Linked DNA regions of Zea mays: regions 1 and 2 are each linked to region 3. The links are chromatin contacts, called in public Hi-C maps. All regions are on one chromosome and are shown on one strand. The core of a region is the stretch at or near the end of the contact, and the rest is flanking DNA. Distances in the headings are between cores, read along the strand shown. Region 1 holds the start of IDI2 (Methylthioribose-1-phosphate isomerase). Region 2 holds the start of LOC100194202 (Cysteine proteinases superfamily protein). Region 3 holds the start of LOC103652847 (Protein kinase superfamily protein).

Region 1 (3,925 bases), core at 1,040-3,539, 150 kb after region 3:
TTACCAAACACAGAACAGAGCGGCTCCGTTCCTAGAATCAGGGATGGAACGACTCCGTTCTACTTGGCTCCTCAACCAAACACTACCTTAGCGTAATGGATAGTAGAGATAGAAATTAGTAGTATCACAAGAAATAATCCTGTGGGCTCATAGCGGACTGCTATTCAGCATTACGAACTTGCACATTCCATGGAGTATAATCATGATGGTACCAACAATTCTCCATCGGCCTGGGGGGCAAGCTGACGCTTAAGAAGGTGGGAATGTTAGGACCTAAGGGACGAAAATGGTGTTAGCTCCATGACACAGGAGAAACCAGGGGATACTGCAGCATCGAGCAAAGTCAGCAAGGGCTGGACGACGACAAGAGCCATCAGAAGAACGAAGACTGACGACGCAGAGTGAGGCATGTCATCGTCCGCTTGATGATCCGAGTGGGCTGTGTAATAGATGATGGGTTGAGCATCTTACGCGAAAATGATATAGGCATCCCTAGGAATAGTAAGGCTTATGGAATAACCGAATACACTATCAGTATCGCGTTTATCTTCTCTCTGCTGCTCCTTTCCCCTTCCTTGCGACTCCGACTGCGATCGATCACTCCCTATGCGACGGCGTGGCTAACAGCATGACGACCGGATTTCACTTCTTCTCCCTCACCTTATCTTCTCTCGTGGCCTCCCGGGATGCAGGTTGTTGCGGACCAGGCGACCGCGCCCTCCACGTCCGCCGTACCGACTCCTCCCGCGCTTCCTCGCCACGCCGCTGCACCTTGAGGCGAATGGAGGTGACAGTCAACAGACGGAGGTGGAGGGAGAATGGAGAAGGGCATGTCCGGGCGGTGTAGGACAACCCACATCAGTGACCAGATGGCGACGGGACCCGGTGATGAGGTGGCGGAGGTGGAGCGGCGGTGGCTGGAGACAGCGGGACCCGACGGTGGCGAGGCAGAGGCGTGCTGCTCTGGTCGACGGCGGAAGGCGTCGGGACCCAGAGGCGAGGAGGAAGACTGGAAGAGGTGGAGGCTGGCGAGAACCGAAGGGGAGGTAGCTGGGGCGCTGGCCGTGGGAGGGAGGGAGACCGGAGGTGATAAGGATGAAGTAAATGAGCCGCCTGGATGTCGGGTTCAATTTCGATGAAACACAAGGCCTTTTTTTGCTAATCGCCGAGGCTCCGATGACCGAGATTTGTTGGTGACGAGGCGCGATGACGGGCAGGAAACAAACCCATGATTCGTATATATAAGAGATATAAGATCCCATTTGTTTCTTTTCATTTTAAGGAATTGGAATCTTACTAATGGAATAGACTATTTTTTTAGAATATGATATTCCACTATTTTTCAAAGTTATCATATAAGCCTATCTCAAATTCATGATGTGAGAGATGAAGATTGATTCTATAGATTTACATGCTATTTTTCCGATACACAACTTACACTCTTTTACTTACTTCGTTATAACATAAATGTAATATATAATTATCCCTCTCATATAATTTAGAATAATATAGAAATATATTACATATATATATAAACTTAATTAGTTTGGTCTAAATTATAATTATTAAAATAAAATTTAATTCCAAGGATAACGGGGCCTAAGAGATTTCACGTGCTCACTTATGCAGGGCAGATAAACAAATGCAAGCCGATTTCTTCACTGTGATGGCTCAAGTGATCAAAGAAAGATTCCTCTCTCCACTACCTTTTGGATCCGTTCGCATTTTGCACATCGGCCATCTAAATACTCACATATTGAACGCGTGGAATAGCATGACTCATGCTGCCGCCTCTGTTTGCACGGCATGAATTTTCCCTTCATTCACAAACTCGAAGCCATTTCTATTAACTATGATCTCGTAGAAAGTCAAACAACCTGCTCTTCCCTACCGCCTCCGTTTGCACGTCATCTACAGACTACTTTATACTCTCTTTAATTTTCTTATTTGATGTTTGTAATTGTAAATTTGTACTGTTCAGCTTTAAATAATAAATGGAGATACTAATTCGTATGATGTTTCCGTTGCATGATGTATATATATTTATTTTCCTCTAAAACATTCCAAACTCCATGTTTCTCCTGTACAAAGAAATTCCATCATTTTGAAAAAAAAGGAATTCGATTTTTATTCGTTCTAGCAAATTTATCATGCAACACGTCACACTCACACCGACCCTGTTCAGTTCCGTCAACTTCCCCTGAGCACGCGCAAATAAAATTTGACCGAGGGCCTTAACGCAAAGTGGCGGGACATTCTTCTTCGCCCAGCCTAGCCACGTCCATCCCGAGGCAAACGAACAAAGCCACAGCGCACCTCACTTATTACGAACCCCCTCTGTGCCACTGCCCACTGCCACCTGAAATCCCCGCGAACCTATACTTTTCCTTCCCCCGATCCAGGCGGTTCTCTTCCCAGAAGCCAGCCCAGAATGGCGGCATCCGACGCGCTGCAGTCCATCGTTTACAGCCGTGGGTCGCTCCGCCTCCTCGATCAGGTGCGCCTTTTCCTTTCCCTTGTGGTGTGAAGTGGGTATGTGTTGTTTTTGTGGGTTTGATTCCAAGAAAATAGGAGTTCTTGATGGGGTTTTCACTCTGAGTTAGTTTCAATTCGACGCAGAGGAAGCTGCCGCTCGAGATGGAGTACATCGACGTCAAGAGTTCCGCCGATGGCTGGTGAGACGGAGATTCTCTCTTCTCGATTCATCTCTTCGTCCTTGACTGTCATGCGTGCGTGGAGGCGGAGCTCCTCCTACGATAGCGTGCCAGCGTGGGGCAGCTGCCTCAACTATCGCCGGAGCAGAGAACCCACGGGCCACTGCCCCACCCCACCCCACCCCTCTCTTTTCCCCAGCCACCGGTGGCTGCGGCGGCAGCCTAGGCGGCGTTGTCGAGCTGCCGACAGAGGAGGGAGGACTGGACCAGAAAGGTGAAGGCTGTGCCGTGTGTCGATGAGTAGGCCCAGATCCCAATACAAGGTAGCCCAACGGATCAAAGAAAAAGGCCCGTTTAATTTCTCCCTCGATCACCTGGCTCTCTCTGGACGGCTCGGCCCACTGGGCCGTCGTTTTGAGCGTTGCGCCGCGAGCGTCGCCGCTCCAATCCCAGGCGTCTGACACCGCCACTGCTCGTCAGCCGCTATGGCCTAGCGTCCGCAGCCCGGCGTCTAGCTAGCCACAGCGGCATCTTGTGAGTCCACGAGCAGGCCGAATGGCGACATCAATGCCGCAGGCTGCAGCTTGCAGATGATATGGGAGGTGGACTTCTGGCGCTCGGCGCTTTATCTCAGCGTCTTCGCGCTTCTGGTGGAGCAGGAGGCTGGCATGGCATGGGGATGTCGTGTTTGCCTCGTCAAAGCCCAAGACAACTGTCGTGGTTTCCATATAGGTTGTGCCAAAGGATACTCACGCTCGGCGATGCTCTCCCTGTTCGCCGGAGCTCGTGCGGTCGCTCCGGACCACGCGCATTGTGGTAAAATCCAGGGCACTCCCACCAAACTTATTGTCCGCCCCGTGAAGAGCCGAACATCTTTGTAGGTATGTTGTGGCTCCCGTGAACTTTTAGTTATTTGACGAGTGGAAGGGAAAAGGGTAGGGCATGAGAGGAGGGAAGATGGGGGTTTTGGGGTTCTTCTCTACTCAAAAGAATATCTGCACATGTTTGGTGTTGTAATAAATTGTGATAACTAAACCTAGTGGCAGCTACGTGGGGTATTCCAAAAACAATTGTCCCCAAAATAGTAAGAACAAGAGCACCAGTTGAACTAGACATCTTAGACTATCTCCAGCAGCTTACTCATCCACATCACTCATTTCAAACTCCACTCTGTAAATAGTGCAGTTTACATGCAAAACCGTGTTTTGCACGATTTGCTGGCCATAGCCTTAGTACATGTGTTATGACCAACGTCACCTATAGACGTCTGA
Region 2 (3,924 bases), core at 459-2,958, 190 kb before region 3:
TACACTAGTCATGTTCACACTAACTGTGAAAACTAGTATCCTCCAATTCACCATTACACCAATTAGGGCCTAATTTAAAAAAACGAATTGAAAGGAGAAAATACAAGGTACATGACCAAATCTTGTAAACTACCATAACAAGATAAAGGGAAACGAACTATAAACTCAAACTAAATGTTTTAACTACTCATATCTGTGAGAGGTCAATGCAGCCTGAGGGCACTTAGTACTTGATGGTCCAATTTGATTATGTGGCTTTTTTTGTTGTGATTTTGGAGACATAAGTGCCATGCTTCCAATATATTTAAATAAATTAAATATTCTAATTCTGAATAAAACAATCAAATTATTCAGATTACAGCCATATGTAAATGAATTGATAAAGAACAAGACCATTTCCAATGTTTGCATACAGGAAACAAAAATACTCAAATTCATATTAACATTCAGCATGGCATGTAGATGAGGAAGTCGGATAAACAAGATAAAACTGAAATTAATCTGATAGTAGATGGAGTCAGATTAACAAGATAAGTATAGCAATGATGAAATTAATCTTATAGTTTGACTGTTTGAGTTCAAATATATTACACTCAAAATTGTGGGTTGCTGCTCTAGACAGACCTCCAACACTGTATGATGTTCAAAGATCCTTGACTAACCTAACAGCTCATGAGATACAAAACAAGGTTTTAGATCATATATTATAGGCCAAAAACAATAAACAGCAATATTAAAAAAAGATGAAAACTGTAACCAAAAATCTGTAACCAAAAATCTGTAACCAAGGCATCGTAATTGTATCGTTTCCGTTAAGACAATATCATTTCCGAAAATTACCATATTTAAAATTTGAATTTTAAGTATCTGTCGACATGGTATTGTGGTCGACAATAAGTAGATTAATTATGCAACCAAGTAAATTTCTACCCGACCAGCAATCGTTTTCGTATAGAAGATACTGTTTCCAGCCTTTTCCACGCTTTCATCCCTTTATTATCAAGATGACGTTACTGTAAACAGGGACAGCAAGAACAGCACTTAATTCGAATAATATTTCAACACAGAGAGGTTTTCAACTAGGCAAATAATATAGCAATGCTGAAATTAACAACAATCTAAAAACCCTATGACTGTCACTTTGTTTCACCACAACGCTACTATCATCGAGTAAAGTAAGTTCGCCTACAAATGTGCAATCACATCCAAGTATACACCTCCGAAGTCCGAACCGCACATACAGCAACAGCCGGAGAGAATGTAGCCCAAAATCTGAGGCAAAATACACCTCTGAACCCTCTCAGTTTCAGCCAATCTGAACCGGTACAGAGCAATAAATCAGGCAACAGACAATCCAAAGCGCAGCGCCCACCAAACCGCAGCTCCACCGTGCCAGCACATCAAGCAGAGCACCCCGAGCGCCACAGCACGTGGCCCGAAACATCAGGCGCAGCACAGCGGAGGGAAAGGGGAGATTTCGGGGGGGACGAGGGGGCGGAACGTCTCACCGTCTTCGGCGTCGCTGTCGAGGTCGATGAGCGCCTGCCCCTTGTCGCGGCGGCAGCGGGGCATAATTGTCCGCTTCCGCCCGCTCGCCGTCGGGGAAATGCCGATCGCCTTCTCTAGGGTTTGGCCCGGCGGATTTGGGGGAGTAGAGGACGGGCGGGAAGGCAAGTAGTGGAGTGCAGGAGGGAGAAGCGGGTTTTGCTTTTTGCTGTTTGCTGTCGTCTTCCTTCCCACACCAGCCTTTTTCTGTGCAAGGACACCTGGAGCGGTGGTGTCGATACGTGGACTGTGGACAAACGCGGTGGTGACGCGATACGTAGACAAAGTGCATGGCGCGCGCCCTGCACGCGGATATTGAAAAGTTGTTATAGATTACAAAAGCTCTATATTATATTCATATTTTTATAGAATAAGTTTCAGATACATTGTAACATATGTTTTAGGAACAATTGGATCTATACCATTAAAAGATCCAAACTTTAGATATATACCATGGACCTCACATGTCATTGACCCATGTGGACCCACATGTAAGTGAGATAGTAATGGTATGGATCCAAAGTGGTGATCTTTTAATGGTATGGATCCAAATTTCCCTATGTTTTATCGGTTTTTTATCATAGTTAGAAACTAAATTTACAACAATACAAGGAGGGGATATTTAGGCTGTCTCCAGCAGCGTCCCCTAAATTTCGTCCCCTAAAGGAATATTCCCTGTACTTTACAGGACACTCTAAAAGATTCTGTCCTCTATATCTTCTGTGTCTCCAGCAACGTTCCCTAAATTCGATCCCCTAAAGCTACAGTGTTAACAGAATTTGTTTTTTCTTTTCTTTTTCTGTTTTCTTTGTTTTGTACCCATTTAATGGTACTTAAAGGATGCTAAAAAATTTGTAATCAATAAAATTTGAAATAATAATCTAAAAACTATGGTTCATTAATAATTTCGAAATGTACAAAACAAATAACATTGCAATTTATGTTCTGTGCAATTATTGTGGAAAAAACGTGACACCATATTTGAATCGTACGAAAAAATGTTTACGAATTCACATGCTTCCACCGTAAGCCACGACACTTCTTGAACAAGCCATTGTCTAGCTTCGGCTGCACGACAAGCGCATGGCTTCTCTCCGAAGCCTATCCCTTCTATAAATAATCACTACTTCAACACTTCACTCACACTTCGCATACACTCATCCACAACAATGGACCGGTTCGTAGATTCCAATATTTTTCTTAGGATGGCACAAGACATGGAAGATGAAGACCATGAGCTCGAGGTTGCGACGTACCAACATCGTAGGCGTCGTGCACTTAACGAGCGTCGGTACGCTGGTTCCATTCCCGGTCGTGTTCGAATCCATCGTGACCATATCAGTGGTGATGCAAGAATCTGAGCCGACTACTTTTGCGCCCATCCGGTTTACACGGATGCACAATTTCGGAGGAGGTATGTTTATTCATACGCACATGTATTAACGTCCATAGTACGTACTTCACAATTGTACTAAAAAAAGTTTGCAATATAGGTTTCGCATGCGTCGCCATGTGTTTGAGCGTCTCGTTCTTGCTGTGCAACAAGTGGATCCGTACTTCGTTCAACGTCCAAACTGTGCCGGTGAGCTAGGCCTATCTGCCCTTCAGAAAGTTGTTGCTGTCGTACGTATCCTTGCATACGGTGTTCCTGCGGATGCCGTTGACGAGTACGTACGAATTGGAGAATCTACAGCACATGAGGCTTTGAAACACTTTTGCACTGCCATACAAACTGCTTTTGGGGGGTACTATCTTAGGAAACCTACTCCTGCTGATATCGCTAGGCTTCTCCATGTTGGAGAATCACGCGGCTTTCCTGGTATGCTTGGTAGTGTCGATTGCATGCATTGGGAGTGGCGTAACTGCCCAACTGCATGGAAGGGGATGTTTACCGGTCGCGGTAAACACCCTACAATGATCCTCGAAGCTGTTGCCTCATATGACTTATGGATTTGGCATGCATACTTCGGCATGCCAGGTAGCTGTAACGACATCAATGTTCTTCAGCGTTCTAACCTGTTCGATTCGCATCTTCATGGTGATAGTCCACCAGTGAGTTTCTCCGTCAATGGACACACCTACAACATGGGATATTACCTAGCAGATGGTATTTATCCGGACTGGCCAGCGTTTGTGAAGACAATCTGTCATCTGTATGATGTGAGGACCCAACATTTTGCCACTGTTCAAGAGTCTGCTAGAAAAGACATTGAACGAACATTTGGAGTACTACAGAAGCGATGGGCCATAGTTCGTGGTCCTGCATATGGTTGGTCTCCACAACACATTGGAGATATCATGAAAACATGCATCATATTTGAAAGGGAAATGTGCCTTTGGGCCATTTCTAAGTATTTTGGTGATTGAGTGCAAACACAA
Region 3 (3,834 bases), core at 765-3,264:
CCGTGCAGCATCAGCGCACGAAGCACGTGGAGATCGACCTGCACTTCGTCCGCGAGCGTGTCGCTGCCGGTGACGTTCGGGTTCTCAGCGTCCCCACCACGCTGCAGTTCGCCGACATTTTCACCAAGGGGTTACCGTCGAGTGTATTTTTAGACTTTCGATCCAGTCTCAACATCTGTACAGGATAGAGTTGTGACTGCGGGGGGGTGTTAGATACCCGTCTCTTGTAATGGGCCTGTCCCAGTTATTTGGTCTATTAATACACTGCCCAACCCTACTCTAGGGTTAGGGTTTCCATTCCAACTGAAAGTTAGGACAATTGTAAAGAAAGGATCAATAAATTTGTATTGCACAATCAGATGTATGCTTCATAATCAAGATTAAATGTTATGACCTGTCCTGCTTTTATGAAAGATGGGCCCAGATCACATAAAAGATTACGGAGCTGCCGGGCACGATATGGAACAATTTCTTCATCCTGTCCAACCAAAAAGTCATACACAAGAGATGACCAGTAAAATCCAAGTTTCCAAATTATCTCCACTCCCCGGCTCGCAAGGGACAGTATGGAACCTCTTGAATCCAATACTTTTTTCCTGACCTAGCAATTGTAGAAATGAACACAATTAACAACAATTTTTAGCAAAACCAATTCTATAAACATAAAAGAATGCAGATTGCAGTACCATTTCAGGAGTGTACTTTCGGAACGGAATACAGACACCACGTTCAATATCAAGTTGCTCCATTGCACTGCTGGGTTTGTCGCTGGATATACTTTTGATAACTGTGCTGTTCGTCCGTGGAAGTTGGGTTATGTTTTGAGGTGAAATTGGAGCACTGGTTGATGCGGCATTCATGACATAGAGTGTTGACCGCCTTCTCCTTTGGGGTGCTGAGAAACTTGAATTTGCAGATCTATGGTATGCCACTCGTCGAGTGGTCGTTATTGAGTGAGGCCACTGTGCTGAAGTACATATAAAAGCTGTACAGTGCTCCATTTTTTAGCCTCAAACGCTGATACCTGGATAAGATGGCAACCTCCATCATCAAGCTTTCATCCGAACAATATGGAGCACTATTACAACAGTATTTCTAAATTTTAGATTGAAAAAGAAAAAGAGAAAGAGTTCTATTGACCTGCTCCCTACTGTAAGCAATGTAGCATAGGAATTGAAGATTGATTATGGAGACGCAAGAGTACAAGCACATATATATAGGCAAGGATTGTGCTAGGGTTTGGCTAATAGAATCAGGGCCAACCACGGCCGCCCGTTCCAGGGCGTCACGGGCACGAGCGGCGGCGGTGTCGCGCTCCTGGACTGCGGCGTTTGCTTCATGTTCGGCCTCGGCGGCGCCGAGGCGCGGGCAAGAGAGGCGTAGCGTGCGGCCTTGTGGCGCGGGCACGGTCGTCCAGAGCAGCGCGCCTGGCAACCACCTCTTTGGCGGCGGCGGCAGCGGCCAGCGGCGGTAGGAGAGGGAGGATACTACCGACCATTAGAAGTGGACGTAGCGTGAGGGGTTCACGCGTGGGGAAGCAAACCAACGATGGCGAAGGTACGGCTGATGAAGGGAACCGAGCAGCCGAAGGAACTCTCACCTGGCTGACTACAGAACCAGCGGCGGACGACCCCGCCCCTCCCCTGTCCTCCAACGAATTTGTTGGGAGCAAGCTGAACGAATCGTCCTCACTCCTCAGTGCGGACTGCCGAGTCGCCGGCAGGGGCTCGCTGCGCGCTCTCACTTTCTTGGTTTGGGCGGGGGGAAGGAAAGGCCGTTTTTTTTTTCGTTTTCCTTTCTCGGCTCTCTCCCTCTTGTCTTGTGTGGTCTCTGCACTCCGGAGCGGAGGGGCGGCGGAACACGCGTTGCTCACTTGCTCACGTAGCCATGGCCACCAGCCAGTAGCCACCACGGCGGAGAGGAGTGCGAGTAAATGCTGGCCACTCGGAGTAACGGCGTGGCCACGTCACGCGTGCTAGGGGAAACCGTGCTCTATCCAAAACTTGTACGGTGCTGACCACCTAATCGCTTCGACCACGGAGAGTTTGGCCAGATGTGGAGAGGAAAGGAAGGGTTGCAGGAAAAAGGTGAAAATGGATCGGTATCTTGTGGAGCAGAAATCGTGTACAATGTTAAGGAAGGACATACGCTAGGCAGTCATCAAGACATATTCAAAAATCTGAACATAATAACCAGGAACACCACCTCTTAAGCTATGTCTAGTAGTTTATTTATACTCATATCTATATTCAAATCTCATTCTGTGAACAGTACAGTCTACGGTGGTGCAAAATAGTGTTTTGGATAATCATATGAGTGAACTGTTGGACATGGTCTTATATCCGAAGACGCTCCCAGCAGTCCCAAACCTCGACCAGAAGAGGTGTATAACGCTATATAACTTGACATTAAGGTAATCGAAAGGAATAGCTACAACTAAGACTCCGGTTTCCATCCCCTAAACTTGACTATTCACTTTTAGTTTATATTCACTTTTACTCCTTAAACTGTCAAATAGGATGATTAAAAGTGACCTAATAAAATTTAGTCCTTTAGTCAAAAAGGAGTAACTAAAATGATTAAACTTTCATTTTTACGGAATTTATCCCTCGTCTGATCCCACTACCACTCTTAAAACTGGACTTATTGCATTAATAGGAGTAATCTTGTCTTTATACATATAATTAATGCTCTTTAATCAGTTTTAGACCATAGAACCAAACAAGGTATTTTAGAGACTAAAATTTACTTCCCAAAGTTTAGAAGGGCAACTAAAAGAATCGAACAAGGCCTAAGCCTTCTAAAGAGTCACAAAGAGACTCGAACCCATCGTACCTCAGAGTGCTCTAAGGCTCTCTCCAACCATTCCCCTTATACATCTCCTCTTATCTATACTTTTTAATATATTTTACTATCTCCTCTTAAAATATTCCTTCTATATATAGTCTGTCTCCAACCATTCTCCCCTAAACAGCTTCCCTTTACACTACTCAGTTAATTAAAATATATTTATCATTTTTAATTAAAAAACTATACAATATTTGTACTACCTAATACACATTATTATGAAGTTATGGGGCTTAAATATGATTAATACTAGTGTGATTAAACATAAGGAGAGCATAGTACTCCTGTATATATAGAAGGAGATTTTATCTCCCCTTACATATAGGGAACACGTATAGTTGGAGGCATTCAATGCCCCTATGTTCGGCCTAGGGAAGGATGCTATGAGCCCTTGGAGTTAGCCTAAGGAGTAAGGACCAAGTGCACATAGTGCCTCAAGACAATCTAGAGAGGAATAATCTAAGTCGTGGAGGATCCTTGTGCCTCGGGCAATGATCAATGATCTAGGCCCTTAGGGCACTCGGGTCCCTCATGCCATGGGACATTCATAAGTGTAAGTCCCTAGGTCCCTCATACCCCTGGCGCTCATATGCCTAAATTCTCGAGGCCATCGTGTCCCGTGGTGTTATGATGCATAGGTGTATAGACAGTTCAAACCTCGAAGCACTAAACAACACTTAAACGCTAGGAGCCTCCTATTGCCCTAAGGTCCTTGAGGTCACCAGCCTCGGATTGCAAGATCCCTTGGGCCCAAACCTTTCTGGTCCCGAAACCTAGTAGGAAACAATCGAGTCAACATGAGTAAGTGAAACTATAAGTGCAATTAAGCGCTAATTATATGTTTTAGTGATAATGACCATGCAATTAGATAACTGATGAGATTTATCAAATTGACAAGTAGGTTAAATGAAAAAGAGGATAATACATGATGATGGAGCCCCTGATTACTAAAGGACGTGTGAAAGTTGCCTAGATTGGGTGAATAGG

Evidence for each region. Hi-C and Micro-C count contacts between places; a contact is called where the count stands out from the background.
Region 1: a Hi-C map of leaf shows a contact between it and region 3, with 2.3 times the contacts expected there. The contact joins the promoter of IDI2 here to the promoter of LOC103652847 in region 3. A contact is called at or near these places in 3 of 25 Hi-C or Micro-C datasets (ear and leaf).
Region 2: a contact with region 3 is called in a Hi-C map of ear, with 1.5 times the contacts expected there. The contact joins the promoter of LOC100194202 here to the promoter of LOC103652847 in region 3. A contact is called at or near these places in 2 of 25 Hi-C or Micro-C datasets (ear and tassel).

What each region holds. Positions count from the first base shown.
Region 1 is chr4:13,839,928-13,843,852 of Zm-B73-REFERENCE-NAM-5.0, reverse strand. IDI2 (Methylthioribose-1-phosphate isomerase) reads left to right here and starts at 2,289. Exons shown (of 9, transcript NM_001111805.2): 1 at 2,289-2,497; 2 at 2,620-2,675. The coding sequence starts at 2,432. LOC118476879 reads right to left here and starts at 1,276. Exons shown (of 2, transcript XM_035967195.1): 1 at 858-1,276; 2 at 468-765. The coding sequence starts at 1,262. The coding sequence ends at 643.
Region 2 is chr4:14,184,837-14,188,760 of Zm-B73-REFERENCE-NAM-5.0, reverse strand. It overlaps LOC100194202 (Cysteine proteinases superfamily protein), which reads right to left and starts at 1,708. Exons shown (of 9, transcript NM_001139247.2): 1 at 1,509-1,708. The coding sequence starts at 1,572.
Region 3 is chr4:13,992,456-13,996,289 of Zm-B73-REFERENCE-NAM-5.0, reverse strand. LOC103652847 (Protein kinase superfamily protein) reads right to left here and starts at 2,014. Exons shown (of 15, transcript XM_008679829.4): 1 at 1,601-2,014; 2 at 687-1,024; 3 at 395-601. The coding sequence starts at 1,001.